2 separate regions of the Danio rerio genome follow, and region 1 is linked to region 2. The links are chromatin contacts, called in public Micro-C maps. All regions are on one chromosome and are shown on one strand. Each heading gives the region's core, a stretch centred on a gene start, on an enhancer-like site or on the middle of the called end of the contact. The rest is flanking DNA. Distances are from core to core; before and after follow the strand shown. Region 1 holds the start of zmiz1a (zinc finger, MIZ-type containing 1a). Region 2 has its middle 12 kb from the start of rps24.

The links. Hi-C and Micro-C count contacts between places; a contact is called where the count stands out from the background.
Region 1: a Micro-C map of caudal fin shows a contact between it and region 2, with 9 times the contacts expected there. The contact joins the promoter of zmiz1a here to the enhancer-like site in region 2. A contact is called at or near these places in 3 of 18 Hi-C or Micro-C datasets (caudal fin, hematopoietic stem cells and an unstated tissue) and 1 of 4 datasets of contacts at active chromatin or transcription factors (caudal fin).

What each region holds. Positions count from the first base shown.
Region 1 is chr13:33,899,442-33,902,173 of GRCz12tu, forward strand. zmiz1a (zinc finger, MIZ-type containing 1a) reads left to right here and starts at 1,301. Exons shown (of 22, transcript NM_001113339.1): 1 at 1,301-1,676.
Region 2 is chr13:33,632,461-33,635,368 of GRCz12tu, forward strand. No RefSeq gene overlaps it. Among named protein-coding and RNA genes, the nearest start is that of rps24, 12 kb to the left of the region's middle. Within about 2 kb of position 1,576, at least 39 of the 62 cell types and tissues checked have an H3K27ac peak or open chromatin away from gene starts, as enhancers often do. A contact at or near this core is called in caudal fin, where this site is marked.

The DNA.
Region 1 (2,732 bases), core at 51-2,550, 270 kb after region 2:
TTATATAAACAAATTATTATAAAAAATACAAATAATAATAATAATTATTGATATTTTTATTGTTGTTGTTGTTATTATTAATCTTAGTGTTTTAATCATATTATCCTTATTATTATTTTGTATTATTATTTTTATTAATCTTGGTATTAATCATATTATTGTTATTATTAATCATATTATTATTATTATTATTATTATTATTATTATCATCATCTCTGTGTACAATATAAACACAAATTGTATAAAAACATCAATTATGTTTTTTTTATTACATTTAAGTATAAATTTGCAAGAAATAACTTGGAAATGATTCATTTAAAACACTGTAATATTTCCTGGATTTCCTTATTCGTGTAAAGTTTAACATATTAGGTAAATATTTTAATACTTAACACGATATTACTTCACATTTACATACTTTTGCAGCTTAGTTCCTATAACTTGACATGGTAGATATCATGAAAACAGCAGGTAACCCTCATTTTCCAGCACACAATCTCTTTGGCACAGGGATATTGCAATTCTAGACAATTGGATGTCCAGTTGTCAGGTCCTGGTTAAGCAACAAGACGTCATGCCTCTAGAGTGACTGATCACAACACACAGATCTGCCCTGAGGTGGAGAGGTCCTGTTTGGACACCGTGCGCTTAGCAGGGAAAAGGTGGAGTGCTGAGATTTTGGCCGCTGTTGCGTTAACACCTGTGTTGCGATCCTGCCAAAAATCCTTCATTGCTGACACACGGCTCCGAGCGCTCACAATCACAACAGCTTTTCATCCCCTCCTGATAATCGTACGGTCAGACCCAGACATCAGAATGTCCGTTTAAACAAAGCCTAGCCCTCAAAATGGAGGTTTTTTTTTTTTTTTGCAACGTAAGGGGGAACGTTCACTACCCGAATATCCCTTATGCTGTGCAGGATTTACTCAGCAGGGTTCTGCGGCAGTAGACATTGGCTCTTTGTCAGATGAGCTCTTTGTCAACACACACACACCAAAGCCGCTCATTCAAATGGCGACCTCTGCCGCCCTCGGAAGACAATGCGGCTTCCTCGCTGTGAGCTGAGGAAAAGGAGGTGTCCGTTCGACTATAATGCTCTTCAAAGTGCACAGTCTCCTCCTCAGAGCATTAAACGTGCAGCAGCTCTGAAGAGGGTGTACAGATTGCTCGTTTGTTTAAATTTCTTGTCATGTCTTGTGCGCCACCAGTCGCTGGAGAGTTCGGGTGGGGGGAAGGCAGTCCTGAGGGGAGGATAAACAACCTCGCCGCTCAATAAATAACAAAAAAAAAAATGGGGGAAGGAGAATAAGCTTCTCCTCATTGAGTTCTGTTACAAAGCCCCCCCTCCACTTGTGCTCGCCTTATTGGCCAGCCTGCTTGACTATTGCTTTCAGAAGTGCAGATCTATTACATCTTAGTGGACAAAAGATGATGAAGAGTCTGGATTAGGACGTGCTGTGGTGTGCGAGGAGGCCTTGAAGCACACTGAGCTCTTTGTCAGGAGGGTGGATCTGTCCCAGAATGCACAGCTGCGTTCGGACCAGGAGGCCTTGGGTTACCGGCTGGGTTTTTCGCAGGGTTGTGCAGATGCACCGAGTCAAAGGGCAGGAGCACTTGGTCGAGTGAAAACGATATCCACTTTAAGCTCAACGTATACCAGCTCTCGTCGAGTACAGGTTGTTAATATGTCATGATGTGTAGAAGTGGAATATTGTTTGTGATTTAGATTACAGGCAGAATCTGTTGGAAAATGTTTATATATCTTTTTGCTTTACTTGATCTTAAATGATTTGTTTGAGTTGGATTTGCTTGTTAGTTTGCTTCTAATGGCTGAAAGAGATGTTCTTGGTTTAAAATCTATGTAAAGTAGAAGTTGCTGAGACTTTTTTTAGGATGTTGACGTTCGAACAACTAAAATGTAATATTGTGTAGGGAGCGGGACTTTTTTGGCCATCATTTCCTTATAGCAAACTAGCGGTAAGAGCGGTGTGGTTAAGAAAATTGTGGCCAAAGACGTAGTAAACATAGGAGCACCACTCCAAAAATGGAAACAAATGGTCAGATTAGTTTAAAGATTACAATTTTTTTTTTTTTTTTTTTTTTTTACAGTGGATTATCTTGGACAGATTCATTGTTTTACCTAAAGAATAATAATGTGCACTAGCACAATAAGCTTGTAAAATAACAGAACACATACTGTGCATGTAAAGTTCAGCATTGTTAATTATATTGTAAACTCAAATATTGCAAAAAAAACAAAACAAAAAAAAAAAAACATTAATTGACCGTTTCCCTAGGGCTGGGTGATATTGCAAAAAATTTTTTATAATATTGTGTTTCATATCATTCCATATAGATAATTATTGAATTTTTGAATTTAGGAATATTATGATTTTTATTTATTTAACCACTTTAATTTTACTAAGGCAAATAGTTTTATTAGTCAAAAACAAAAATATTTAAACTAAATATCTCATCTCTTTATTATAAATTAACCATAAGTGTTTAAGAGACTCTTAAACCTGATAAATAAAATGTTACAAAGTGTGTGCAATGATAAAGGTAGATCAACATCTGTAAAGTGTCAATAATAATGATACAATAATCCTCAAACTCTGTAAACAAAACAAATTATGATCATCAAATCTGAGCTTTTAAGTAAAGGAACCAGCCATCATTATTCAAATACATGTTGAATATTACAAATTGTGAAGACTACATTACGCCCTAGT
Region 2 (2,908 bases), core at 326-2,825:
AAAAAGTTTGGGCAGCCTTGGCCTACACTCTCAATAAATTGATACCCTTTCACATATACAGTTTTATTTCACTAATTTAAAATATACTAATACTATTTTAAATAAAAATTTAACATTTAATAAAAATACTAATTTAATCACTAATTTAAAAAAAATGCTTTTAGTTAGTCAGCTCTGAGATGACTGTGCTGTCTCAAGTGAAGAATTTATGCATCAGTTTACTTTTCCAGTTCCCCTAAGGAATATGTCATTGTTTTTGGTGCAATCCCTGGTTGAGTGTTATACCTTTAGTCAAATCTGGCCATAAAGGTTCTTTAGAATGTTTGATTTTTGACAACACCAAAACTCTTCTTAGTTGTATGTCAAACAAAGATATTTGCTTCGTTATTAAAAGTTCTCAGATCTCTTTACCTGCTTGCATAGGGGTGTGGAATCATATATTTAATGACATTGGGAACAGTTTTGGCTTCTTTGGAAAAACATTGTCTTTATCTTCTAAAGCTGTCGAAGTCTCAATCAAAATAATTCCTAATTGCTACCCAATAGATACCAAACTAGCTAAATTTAATAACGATATTTTCCCTGAATACTCATTTTGTACTCAATATGACGAAACACTAAATAAAGTTTTTGGAAGTGTACATAATGTAAAGTGTTTTGGGTTGATTTTTCCAATTTAATTAAATAATTTTTATTTCCAAACTTTTGTATATCCCCAAAAATTGTATCGTTTGGTTACTCTCTGAACTTAAACCCTTCTCATTGTGAATTTAATATTAATTTATTGCTTTTTCTGGATACATTTTACATGCATAAATGTAAATTTTCACAGGAACACCCTTACTTTTTTCCGTTCAGTGCTCCGGTTCAAAAGACATGTGCTATAGGTGAATTGGGTAAGCTAAATTGTGTGTAGTGTATTTGTGTGAATGAGTGGTTATGGATGTTTCCCAGTGCTGGGTTGCAGCTGTAAAGGCATCCGCTGCATAAAACATATGCTGGATAAATTGGCGGTTAATTTCGTTGTGGCAACCCCAGATTAATAAAAAAGACTTAAGACTCTAATATTTATATTGTATCTAAATTCTTTCTTGGTTTAAATCATTTAAACTTGTTTAATTTGCTGGCATTTTATTTATTTAAACCTTTTTGTCTCTGCTAAAATTGTATCTTTGTACGTTCTTTATTGCATCAACAATCTCTGTCTCTATAAATGCCTCAGATCTGCCACTAAGCGGCGCCGTTTGCCTTGTTTTAGCGCCTTGACTCTTTGCAATAATCAGTCACACATACCACACACAAAAACACATTCCCTGTGGTGAGGCTGATTCAATATTCCACCAGCTGATTTATGCAGAACAATTCTCCACAGGAATGGCTGGAGCCAGGCAGAGGAGGGGGTAAAACATCTCAAAAAAAGACTGTGGTAAAAATAATTATCTCTGGTGTCACTGTAGCAACAATCTTTGAGGCTGATGTCAATGAAATATTGAGCAGCACAATCACTTTGAATGTGATCTGAGGAGGGCTGGCGGTGGGTCAGGCAGAGCCACAGGAGCGCGCTTAGAATCTTCCGGAAACGTGGGCTGAATGCAGAGCGGCCGCGCACCACTGTCTGCAGTCATTTAATATGTCAAAACACTCCCGCTTCTCCTCGTCCGCGAACCTGGCGTCTGCCAGTTTGCTTTTTCTAAATGAATGTCACGTCTGTGAACGATATATAATTAATATCGCGTTGAATTATTTCTCCATCTCATGTTCTTCCATGTTTCTTTGTGTGTGCGGCGTGTTTTTCCTTGCGCGCGTTGTTGATCTTCACGCGCTCGAGCGTTGAGTTTGTCGTGGTTTCGTTGGAAAGTGCAGAAATTCTCCTTCACTGGCTGCTGTTTAACCTGCTTAAAAGCAAGTGGTCAGCAAAATGTTTCTTTTTAGCACCGTCATCACATTGACCACGACCTTTTAAAGAGATTTGCATAGAAACATGGGTCTTTGCTGACAAAGGATGCATGCAGATTGCTCTCTTTAAGGTATAAAGAGGTACAGGTATTGCTCAACCTCAGGAGAACTTCATTGAACAACACCATTATAGTACAAGTGTGATGTCTGATTTTTTTTATTGCCTGAATTTAACAAGCTTGTTTTTTCCCTTTCTCGCTCTCCCTCTCTTTCTCTCTCTCTGAAGTAAAACTGAGCTTATGACATACTTTACTTTGACCAACTCTTAAGTAGGTCGATTGAGTTGAGGCGTCCTTGATGTCTGTCTCTGTGCGGTATGAAGAACAAAACATGAGGTCTCCTTGACTTTCTTGTACTGTATTTTCAGTTACAGAAACATTTACTGTTCGTCGGCTTGTGATCTTTCGCTTGCTTTTTCAGATACATAACTACAGGTAGGATATCTGTTGGGTATTTTCTTAATATATGATCAGTCATCTTGAGGTGCACAGTGAAAGGTAGTTAGGCCTCATGGTAAACTTTAAAGCATAGTTAATCCAAAACAGAAGCCTGGAGAGTGACGTGGTTTCACTTTGTTGACCTAAAATGGAGATATTTTAAAGAATGAAGTAAGTACACTTCCAGAATTTTGAAAAATACCACTAAACTTAGTGGTTTATGGTTTTGAATAGCATTTAATATGTTCTTTAGTGTTCAGCAGATAAAACCAACTCAAAAAATGGAATAAGTGGAGGGTAAGTAAATGATGATAGAAATTTTATTTTAATGCCTTTAGTCTGTCTTCTTAAAATTAAGTGAACTACAAAAAACAACACCATAGCTTTGAATGAAATATTTTTGCAACAATGTAAAAGTCATAACTTTTGATTGTTAATTTTACATTACAGGGTGTCCACGGGGTCTTAAAGTATTAAAAGTTGATAAATCAAAAATGAGAAGGTACCTTAAAAGG